2 separate regions of the Dromaius novaehollandiae genome follow, and region 1 is linked to region 2. The links are chromatin contacts, called in public Hi-C maps. All regions are on one chromosome and are shown on one strand. The core of a region is the stretch at or near the end of the contact, and the rest is flanking DNA. Distances in the headings are between cores, read along the strand shown.

The links. A called contact is a pair of places that touch in the nucleus more often than the background predicts.
Region 1: a contact with region 2 is called in a Hi-C map of liver, with 13 times the contacts expected there. The contact joins the promoter of PIM3 here to the enhancer-like site in region 2. A contact is called at or near these places in 2 of 4 Hi-C or Micro-C datasets (brain and liver).

What each region holds. Positions count from the first base shown.
Region 1 is chr1:17,404,850-17,410,863 of bDroNov1.hap1, forward strand. PIM3 (Pim-3 proto-oncogene, serine/threonine kinase) reads right to left here and starts at 1,840. Exons shown (of 6, transcript XM_026113075.2): 1 at 1,181-1,840; 2 at 780-889; 3 at 535-585; 4 at 1-224. The coding sequence starts at 1,265.
Region 2 is chr1:17,120,611-17,126,379 of bDroNov1.hap1, forward strand. No RefSeq gene overlaps it. Among named protein-coding and RNA genes, the nearest start is that of CRELD2, 38 kb to the left of the region's middle. Within about 2 kb of position 1,286, at least 1 of the 2 cell types and tissues checked has open chromatin away from gene starts, as enhancers often do.

The sequences.
Region 1 (6,014 bases), core at 590-3,089, 280 kb after region 2:
CGCACCGACTCCAGGACCTGTCGGAAGAAGCCGCGGGCCGTGTCCTCGTCGAGCGCACCCTTCTCCGTGATGAAGTCGAAGAGGTCCTTCACCAGTTCCGGCCGCTCCATGATGATGAGGTAGCCGTCGGGCCGCTCGTACCAGTCCAGCAGCTTGATGACCCCCCTGAAGCCGGAGCCCACCTTCTTCAGGAGGACAATCTCCAAGGGCACCATGACGCCGCCCTGCGCGGAGAGCGGGGCGGGGGTCAGGCAGGGGCCGGGGCGGCGCGCAGCCCGCGGGCGCCCCTCCCGCCGCGGGGGCAGGGGCGCGGGGAGCCCCGCCGCCGCCGCCCCGCTGGGTAGCTCCGCCGCTGCCGCAGTCCGAGGGGCGGGGGCGGCGCTGCGGCGGCGGCGAAACCCCGCCGGCCTCCCCCCGCGCAAGCCCCGCGCGCGCGGGCCGAGCCCAGCCCGCCGCCCACACAATAGCCCCGGCGCGGGGAAGAGCTGAGTCCGCGGCCGCGCAGCACCCCCGCCGCGCCGCGGCGGTACTTACAATCGTGCCCCACTCGGTCACTCTCTCCTTCACCACATGCTTCACGGCGACCTGCAGAGCGGGGGGAAAGGCGGCGCCATGAGCGGCGGGCAGAGCCGGCGCCTCGCCTCACCTCGCCGGGCTGGGCCGGGTCGCAGCCCCCGACAAGCCGCGGCGGCTCCGCGCGGGGCCGCGCCGCGCCCGCCCCGCCGCCCGCCAACATGGCTCGAGCCAGCGCCGGGAGCGCGCCCCGAGCCCGCGCTCACCGGCAAGCCGTCGGCGATCCTGCTGCCCGCGTACACGGTGCCGAAGCCCCCGCTGCCCAGCACGGAGCCCACTTGGTAGACTTTATCGAAAGGCTCCTTCTCCACTTTCACTGGAAGGACGAGAGAGAGAGAAAGAGACAACGTTAATTTCGAAAGCCGAGCTACACTTGCGGGGAGGGGAAAAAAAAGTCCGTCCGCTGGACACGTATTGTCTGTGTTGCCCTAATTCTGTCCAAGACATTTTGATAAATCGCCTCCCATAGTTAGAAAGACAAAAAAAGAAAAAAGTTTCCTCGTGCCGCGAGGAGCCTCCACGGGGAGCCCCCGCGCCCGGCGGCGAGACCCGCGCCCCGCGGAGGCGCCGCCGGGAAGCTCCGCGCTGCGCTGCTGCCGCGCCGTACCTGGCTGCAGGATCTTCACCGGCAAGTGATCCATGCTGGTGGGGCTGCAAATGTGAGCCAGCGAGCCGAACTTGGAGAGTAACATCTTCCGGAGAGGGAACACGAAAAATCCCCCGCAACGAAATTTAGGGCGTCCACCGGGCGAGCTGCTCAGTCAGAAGCCGGGCGGGCGGGGAGCAGCGGTCAGGCTCCGCGCCCAGCCGGAATCGCGGCGGGCGGGCCGGGAGACCTTCCGAGCGGCTGCGGGCGGCGCGGCTCGCTCCTTCCTCCGCCGACGCCGCTTCGCGCCGTAGCAGAGACCGACGGGCACTTCCCGAAATAAACAGCCGGCAGAGAATCCAAGTCGAAACAATACGGAGTCCTTCGGGAAAAAAAATAAATAGGGAGAAAGATTCTCTTCCTCTTCCGACCGGCGAGCACAGTGCCAACACGCGCACCGAGAAGCATGCACGCACGCAGGATCAGCAGCACACGCAGGCGGCACCGGGGGCTGCAACGCCGCGTGTAAAATCCGCCCCTGCGGGGAGCTGCCGGGGGCCGCTGTGCCGGCGCCGCAGTGGAGTCGTGGCGGGCGCAGGGAGCGGAGCCGCGCCGCGCCGCCTTGCTGCCCGCTCACTTCTGAGCCGGCGACGCCGCGGAGCCGCCTCTTAACTCCCAATATTTTGGTGCGGCAGAGAGCGGCGCGCGCGGAGGATATCCCTCCGCGGGGGAGTGGGGAACACCTCTCCCTGCCCGCCGCCGCGCGGCCCCCCCGCGCCGGAGCGGGCGGCGCGGCGGCGCCCAGCGCCCGCGGTGGGGCCGGCTGGGCCGGCAGAGTCCCGTCCCACCCCATCGTAAACACGGGGGGCGGGGGACTGGGAACTACTTATTTGTAGTAATCGACGCGCAGCGTTACAGACTGTCTGCAACGCTCACACACATTAGCGGGCGGGGGGGAGGGGAGGGCAAGATTCTCTTATTTGCGTTAACATTTCCAGGCGGCCAATGGCGGGGCGCCTTTTCAAAGAGCCGCGGGAGCGGCCAATCAGGAGGGGCTCATTTGCATGCGGCGGCGCGGGGGCCAGGGCGGGAATTCCTCGGCGCGCCGTCCCCCTCCCCGCTCGCCTCCCGGCCGCTCCGGGAAAGGTCACTCTGTGCGCGGGCCGAGACACTGCGTCTGGAGCCGGCGGGGGGCGGGGAGCCGCAGCCGCCGCCATGATCGCCGCGCCAGGGCACGCCGGGCCACGGCTTTATCTTCCCTCAGCCTTTAATGAAAGCACCTTCCCCCGCCCGCTCGCCCGCCTCCAAACGCAGCATTTCAAAGCCCGCTTATTTATACAGCCGCTGTTTACCGAAATAACGTGTCATGCTCCCTCGCCCATTGTGTCTCCTAATTCCTGCCCTTCCTCTGCTGTGATTTCTCGTTTAACTACAGCTGCCGCTAACTCCTCAGGAGAAGCTGGAGGCGTGTTCGCTCTGAAGAAGGCGAGGCGGCACCCAGGCGCTCGCCTGCACGCTCGTGAGCCGCGCTTTTTTGTTTTCTTTTGTAAGTCACGCTCTGCCTCGAGACCGCCTCCGTGAAAACACCGCGGCTCGCCCAGACGTAGCCGTAGCACGGGCTGCGCCGTGCGGGGGCAGGCTTCAGCGCATCGGCGCAGCGCTGCGCGCCGCGGCAGCTCAGGGCTTCCCTCCCCTCCCTTCCCCTCCCCCTCCCCACTTAGATGCCAGTCGAGCAATGACAAGAAGCTGTTTTGTTTTCCCGGCGCTATCGCTAATCGGATACGCGGCGCTGGAAAGCCGTCCCCCCGCTGCGGCGCCTCGCCTCAGCCGGCCTGGCAGCGCCCCGAGCGGGCGGGGGCGGGGGAGCCGAGCGCGGCCCGGCCCGCAGGGGGCGCTGCGCCACAGGGATTAGCCCCGCTGCTGGGGCGCGCGGGGGCTGGCGGGGGGACCGCTTCCTCCTTCTAGATTAATTTTCAGGCAGCTTTTAAAAGTGTCGTCTTACTCTTACTTTTTTTGTCTCTTCCGACGCGGCTTTTACAGTGTCTCCTGGTGAGGCGCGTACCGCAGGTTCAGCGCGCTGCCGCCGCCGCGCTCGCGGTCCCGCGGGGGCCGTTAACGGGCGCCGCCCCGCCGCGGCCTGGCCCCTGCGCGCCACGCCGACACCGACCCCAGCGAACAAAAAAGCGTTAAAAATCAACAGAGAGCAGAAAGTGTGAGGCTATTTAGAGGGTCTTGCCGCATGTCAGTCCAGCAAAAGTGGAGGGCCACTGACTTAGCAATTAATTACTGCTGCGTTTGCTGGATAGCAATATCTTAGTGATTGTTCCAGCAGCTACTTAGACTGCTACCCAGATGCATGTAATTGGAGAAATGGCATGCAGATGCGCAAGGCTTCAGCGTAGCTGGGTAATAATACAGTATTTGCAGGCAACTGAAGCAGTCAGCGTCTTCCACTTGCCCCACGCCGCAACCCCTTTTGCTGCGTCCAAGTCCCAGTTGCATAAGGGGAATGTCACGTCCCTCTGTCGAAAATAGTGAAGCTGAAGATACAGACACTGCACGTGGACGGGATCCCTAAAGTAAGGGTATTTTTGGACAATCACTTGAAGCGCTGGCAGTCCTCCCCCTTCGGGGCACAGGGAGAGCCTGGCACTTGGCGTTTCCTGCTGATAATAGTAGTGCTATGATATCAGCCCATCATGCCCATAAACAAAGCAGGGCTTCTAGGGAGAGGTAATATCTTTTATTAGTTTAGACCAACTGCTATAAAGGTCAAGTTTTCAGGCACAGTTTCAACCCTTCATGTCCCAGAATGTGCGTTTTGAAGCTGGATCAGCTGGTTTGAAGAAGTTTCTCTCCCACAGACCTTACATGGTGTTTGCTGAGAAACCCAACTAACCCGTTCAGTTTATTAAGCAGCTGAAGGGTTCGGGAAGCTCCTGGTTTACAGAAATTACTTTTAAGAAAGCTAATTATTTGGATATATCAGATAATAAGAAAGCCAAAGTTTTTTGTTTGTTAGAAATCTGTCTTTTTGGCTATGTTTAATCACAGTTACAAAATTTCTAGAAAGTTTCTTCAGATAATGGCATATGCCTGCTATAGTTATGGGCTTTTTGCTGCTGAAATGAGAATGAAAGCAAACAGTAGGAAGATTTCGAGATCTGAGAATATATGTTCCAGGTTTACTTTAAAGGATATAGCTGTATCTGCCTTTTGCTATAATCCTTGTCATCGGCTCTTTTGAGCATCACTTTTGACAGAGAGGAAGTTTTTCTCACTTTCAAGATGAGATTTCTGGTTGTTGAAATAGCAAATATTTTTAAGAAGAAAAGCTGGCATTAAATATTAATATGCACAAATGCTAATTATTTAAGGAATTAACACTGCAAGTAGTTATTAATTCCTGTTTTTATACACAGCTAAGCATGCAAAAACATGTGTGTATCTTTAGTCTGTAAATGTAGAACATCACACCTTTTTATTCCAACTATATTTGCAATTTCTTTAACAAATAAAATCCATCTTTGTATTGCCAGTGTATGGTAAATCAGTGATATATTTACCTTGAGCCTGTTCAAGAAATTAATACCTAATTTCCTCAAAATCCTGTTGAGTTTAGGCTACATCTTTTTCAGCTGTATCGGCTCTAATACTTCAATTCAAAAGAATATAGCACACCTTTGTACTATGTTTGAAACAAAATGGTAACCTAAAAAAGATCCTCAGTTCTGCTTTTGGAATAATTCCTGATTTGATTTGTATTTTGACAACAATGTAAAAGGGGAGGATATTTTATATTTAAAGTTAAAGAAAATAACGTAGAAACTGTAAAAAAGTGATAATGAGGTGTTTGTTCTCCGTTCACTTAATTTTGGCAGACAGACATTTAATTTGTATACAGCTACAAGGACTCTTGGTTTGACAGAATTACAGATGGATCCCAGACATGGAATTTACCCTGTCTTTACACATAAGCCTTTCATGGGTTTGTGGTGCTTCTTTTGATCTGGCTTGGAACATGCAGTTCAGTGGTCCTAAACAATTATAGCTGCAGAAATATTTTATAAACTAGTTTTGGCCTCTTTGGCAGTGGCTTTGCAACTATAAATGGAAGATCATTCATGGGTAGGATGCCAGTTTGTTCTTTGATGTACAAAATTTTTCTGTGCAAGGGTCCCTGAGCAAGCGTAAGTTTGTGATGCACAGAAATACAGAAATGCCATGGGAGTTTCTGCTTGCAACGTAGACACAGTAACAACTTCTGGCTATCGTTTGATGTTTCTAGGGAACTCAGTTCAAAATTTGCTGTGCTACATTATCAGATATTGTAGTGGTGGCATTAAGGTACTCAAACATACACCTATGATCATTGTAGGTCTTCTGTAGGGTACTACCAAAATGCATCTGTTTGCATTATGTAACCACAAGGAATGCTGCCAAGAATGCTGTAGTAGTGAAAGTCCGATGAAGTTGTTGAGAATCTTGGTGCTCTCAGATCCCTCAAGTTCTCTGTGTGTGTCAAATGCTGAAAGCTTCCAGCCATCTTAGTGACCCTTCTCTTGCCTCTGTTCTGTCTCTTTTGTGTTTAGGAAGAGAACAAACTGAACACAGTACTCCAGAGGTGGCCGCGTATGTGCTGAATAGAGAAGAACTGTCATTTCTCTTGGCCTGCTGGCTATGCTCTTGCTAATGCAGTCCAAGATGTGCTAAGTCTTCATTGCCACAAGGGCACACTGCTGACTTTGAATTTGTTGTCCACCGGGACCCCCAGGTCCTCTCCTGTGGAATAACTAGTCAGTCCCAGCCTGTTCTCTTGCAGTAGTATATTGACCCAGGTGTAGGACCTTGTATT
Region 2 (5,769 bases), core at 36-2,535:
GATAGGGAGGCAGGGGTTTGGAAAAGAAAAGGCTGAGACCAAGACTTCTGGAGGGAGAAGGAATGCTTAGGGGAAATGGGTGAGAAATGGAGACCACTAAGAACATGCTCCTCACCAAGCAACTACACTCCTGACCATCACTATTCATCCACACTTCCCGCTTTTTGCGGAACAAACTGACAAAGTGTCCTGTTTCTTTTTGAGCTGGTGGAATGAATTTAAGTAGTTAAATTTTATATTAAAAAGCCCTATTAGCCTTATAATAAAAGTCTCAGGATTCATTTCAGTGCAGAAAAAGAATTTTTTGAGGAAGCTTACAAACATTTTGGAAAAACGGTTTCCCACCTGTCTCTATTCTGTTCAACTTGAGAGCACTAGATAAGATACGGATCTTGCTAAAAATAGCATGAGATAGTGTAAGGAAAGACAATACCAGTGCATTTACAGAAGGTTGAATTAGGTAATCCTTTATGTTGGCGTATTTTGACTTTTCAGGTCATCCTTTATAGTACACTTTTATAACAGACATTTGTATGACTAGATATAAACATTTTTAGTTCATATACTAGGATGTTGTCTATGATTTCTATTTCTGCCTGCTTCTTCTGTTGTGCCTTTTTTGTGTGATGTGCTCAGAATGTGGATGATAGCTGTTAGCCATATTTTTGGTATGTAATACAATAGATGTGAACAATGGATCACATCTAAAAGATGGAGAAGTAGTCTGCAGAACTTATCTCATTAGGTTGTATTAAAAGTATATAGCTCACAAATAATTTGAAATGCAGCAACCTCCCAGGACCCACACACAGCAAGGTATGAAACCTGTTTGAGTGTAATCAAACAGAAACAGAAAACACCAGTGCGTTTGCTTAAATGATGGGTCCCATTCACCTTCTCTACTGGTTATTTTGACACAAAGTTACTACACAGGCACAAAGGGATCTTGCTTTTCACATCTCAATTTCCCAATTAAATTTCATACTGTTTCTTTTCTCAGCTCAGCCACAGAGGAAGCAAGTGTCTATGTGTCCTTAGCTCGCTTCCTTAACTTTATGCATTTTTAACCTGAAAACTGCTTTTGAAAGCTGGAAAACTTGCTGGAACATATCATCACCTGGGACTTTCAGCTCCTGCATGTACGGGATTATGGTGTTCAGAGAGGTTGTGAAATTCCAAAATGAGGAGTGTTTCCTGGCATCGGTTTCACATCATACACAAAGGCATTTTTGAAATACCTGGTGCAGGACACAGTCAAGTCACCTGGAGTGCTGTTTCCCTTATTAAGAGTAGCACTAGCTCATGATGTCAATTTTAGCTTTTGGCTAGCAATCTGCTCTGGTTTACTGAGAGAAGCTGGGAGTTTCCCTGGTATTTTCCGTTGGAAGCAATCTACATCCTGTTATTGGGGTGTTTTTCCTCTTTCTTTCATGAAGCACTGTTCGGGAATATCATGTTTATCCTTCCCAAACTCTTTCTGGCTCATGTCTGTCTATGAGCAGCAAGTGCCTAAATAGAAAGGGAATTTTTATCTAGTAAGGTGCTGACTTAAAAACCAATGCAAATCAAACAACACTAAGTCGTTCATATATGTACACGTAAGCGTAAGTGTGTGTGTATAAATACATTAAACTTCCTGTGATTGATCCTAAAAAGCTCACCCTTTGGGTCTAAAAGCATCTACAACTCCTAAATGAAAATACTCTATGTATTTATCTTTACCTACTTCTATACAATGTATATATGTGTGAGTATCTATTTATTTCATTAAGTTGTGTACGTCTATGTGGAACTGACTCTTGGTGTTTTTAAAATACTGATGAGGTTTCTGTTACGGTAAACAGCCACTAGAGGGGACTAAGGCTCTGTGCTAGAGAAGCTGGATTTAGGGGCTTTTTAGCATGGCCTTTCTGTTGCTAATACATTCTTGTTTAATATTTTGTTGTCAGGTCTGGCCTGTGTCTTTGATAAGCCTAGCACAACAAGGAGACGGGCTGTGCCTGGAATTTTCCCTTTCACCTAGTTGGAGGTTACAGGAAGAGGGATTGTGTTTCTGGCAGCGCCTGTGCTCCTGAGAGGCTGCACGGGGAGGAGGCTGCTCCGGCCACGCTGGACATCTGATCGAACCTCAGCAGGGCAAGGGTGGCCCCAAGACTCCCCTTGGCAGCGGTGAATGCTTTATTCTAGATGTTTGCAAGTGCTCAAATGACGTGTTCTGCGGGAGACGGTGGGATTTACAAGAAGTCCTGATAGGAATTTACGTAAGGAGATGAAATCTGGTCAGGCAAAAGTTAAACTTATACACCCCGACCCCCATTCCCATAATCGAGCAAGAAGCATAAGCGTACTTGGCTGCACAGGAGACCCATTCAGTGATATTTCTTTAGGTGATGAATCTGATGCTATTTGTGTTTTTTATAGAAAAGAGAAATTTAAAAAATATATGTACAGTATTTTGTTATATTTGGGATGTAGCAGTTACTCTTATAAGTGAGATATATTTTTTCAGAAAAAAAATAAGTTGATAAAGTACATCTGGGGCAATAGGCATCCTGATAGATTTGGGACACCTGGTTCATGTCCACTGCTGTTTCCCTGTCCCTTAAGTTTATTACAGAGACATGTGATGGCTCCCAAGAAAAAACCCATGTTGATGAAATAACTTTGATTCCTTTGGGAAAAAAGAGAATGCCTCTGAGCTCAGAGATCCAGTAGTAACAGTACTAATGCTTTCTCCATTTCTATCTAGAATAAATAATAGCATCTTCCTCTGCTTTTGCAACATTCCCTATTATGGTTGTGTACTGTGCCAGGTCCATTTCCAAGAGAAATGCCAGAAGCCTTCTCGCATTCCTGATTCCTCCTTTCTTGCCTTGCTGCAATTTCATAGTATGCTGTTCCCTTGAAGCCATCTGAAACTAAAAAATACCTTGAAAACTTTTGGGGTTAGTCCATTTGAAGATCAGTGGAATCAATCAGGTGAGTTCAACTGACTACGGTTAATTGGGATCAAGCTTCCATCCTGCTCTAAAAATTGTAATCTCTGTTTTAGGCTTAAGTATTTGTGAGGCGGTGAAGGAGAAGCATGCTGATCAGCTTGGAATAAGCTGCTGGCTGTGTGAGCCATCACATGCACTGTCACTAGAGTGGCTTTAACTTACATAACTGGCTGGGCATATGGGGCCTTCTCAAAGTCTCAGCTGAACAGCAAACCCAAGAGTTAGGCTCCTCGAGCACCCTCCATGCTCTCAGTGTGTGCTGAAGGCTTTTTTGCATATAACAACCTTCTTGAAGACTGCCTCATCTGCATCCCTGATGACTTTGCTCCCTGCGATGGATGAGTGTCAGAACTTCTGGCACATCCTGAAGCTTTCAAAGAGTCTGGCATAACCACGGCGATATATGGTGCAATGCAGTACTGAGTCAGAGATTCCCAGTCTAGGGCTGGCTGAGCTGGTACGTAGGATCCTCTCAGCTGGGAAAATTAACCTGTCAGCAGTGGTACTAATTCTGTCTGGTGTGTGCCTCTCTGTGGGACTCAATACTTTGAGCTATACTCAAAGAATTAGAAGCACTGGAGAAATGAACAAGATTATTTAATAGCTTCCCAGAAACCAGCGGATACAAGAAAACTAGCTGGAAATCCCTTTTCTCAGAAGAAGAAAAAAAAAAAGGCCAGGCAATTTCAGGTCAAAAAAGGCAGGCTCATTATAGAAGGCAGCAAGTCAGGAACAAGAAAGTGAGGACAGCCTAGAAACAGCTCTTTTAAAAGCAATAGCAGAGGGAATCCCCTAAGCTCTGATTTACAAGGAAATGACAGGAGACAGGAAGCAAGCAGTGTAGTTCAGCCACTGTGGGAAACTGGGCTTTTGCGGCTTTATGTGATATCCCTAGGTTTCTGTGAAGTGACTTGGCACTTTGAACACTGATTGTGATTTAGGTGAATGACCCTGGGTAGGAGGAGATGGAAGAGTCACGCAGTCCACAGTCGCACAGAGCACATTCTGGGCCTCTCGAAGCCAGCTGAGAATCTGTTACTCTTTTTGCTTCCATGGAGTCCCAGATATTGCAGTTTTCTTTCAACTGAGAGAGCTTCAAAAGCTACCAGGGGTGGTGGAGGTTTATGCTTTACACTTGTACCAACCACACAACAAAATGACTTCTGAGTAACTAGGATATGGTAAAAAAGTTTCGGTCGCTGCCAGCCTACTTTGTGGCTTTGAGCAGGTGATTAAGTGCTTTATAGCCTCTGCTGTGCACACCAGACCCTGTCCTACTCCTGTCAACACTAAGCAACATCTACTATTTCCCTTTTTTCACTTATTTATCTCTGTAATTTTTTATTGGTTTGTTTTCTCTGCTGCTTGGTTACAGATTTGTTTTCAGCTGTGAATAATTGCTTCGGTTGGTTTCCTGCTTGTTTGGCCTGACTGATCCTGTTGACTTAAAATAAAAAAAATTCAAATTAATATAACAAAGAACCAAAGTGAGGATGACTGCCGAGCAGGTTATTTTTAATGTATTGATTTTTCACTTACTATTTGATCCACTTACTATTTTCCTGCCAGGAAGGGTCAGCCATCAGTATTTCTCTCTCTCTCACACACGCACACTTGCACGCCACTTTCACAGTCGGACTTTACCAGTAAATGCAGAATAATATTGCGTGTGTACTGTTCTCCTGTTTGTACGATTTGTTTGGATTTGATTCTGAGTGCTGTTGAATGCTGTCCATAAGGTGCTTCATGACCTTGGATGCCACACAATGTGCCACTCCAGTTCCTTGTTTAAGTATCAGGCTGCTAAAGCATGTTTGTGTGAAGTGGATTTCAGTGTCAATGGAAAAGATGCTTTTTGTTCAAAAATTCTGCATAAGTATACTCCAGTAAATGTTCCCTTTAGTTTAGACAAAGGTATGAAAGACTTTGCTTATGGTATTATTGAGGCTGTGTAGTAGAGATAAATGTAGAAGCCGAAGAATTTATTTACAGCAGGTTTTATAGCAGGTTGAAAGTCAAAGGTATGTTAAAAAAAAAAAAAAGTGCATATAAAGATTCTTGTATATACATTTTATAGTACAATAGTTCAAGAAAGTTCAAATTCAACACAAGTTTTATTGTTTAGATATAAATGCCAATTTCTGAGTAACCTTGTAGCCAAATCATATCACTGTGAAAAGACAAGGGAACACTTGGTTGCAATGTGTCCAAATTACCTACAATGAGCTGTGCAGACTTTTATATAGACAGTCCAGATTAATAACTTTCTAGGTGCATTACAAAGCCCAATTTTTATAACTGGTGATTGAGAAGGGCTGGGCTGGGGGGTGAGAAATAAATTAGATGTAGAGTTAGTTGAGGACATAAATGTCAGGCACATCATCATACTAGCAAAATGTGTTTATGGAATAGAATGATTTGAATTTGCATATTCAGCACTGTTTATTCTTTAGTTCCCTAGAGCATTGAGGATAGAAATATCAGCCAAATCTCATAAAATTGGCTTCTGCCTTGGACTGGCATGCTGTAAAACATATATTTTAAACCCTAGCAGCAGTCTCCCTTCTGGTCTGTAACTACAATACCAGCTGCCACTGGGCAACTTGATCTCACACACTTGCACAGTGGTCGCCGAGTAGGAGGAAGGCCACAATGCTGAACAGTAGCTGGGATAAACATGAACCCAATAGGGAGCTGAGGTAACATTGCAGTGGACTTTTTAAAGCGTAGTGGTTGCTCTGACCAAAACTATCTGGGGACTTGGACCCCA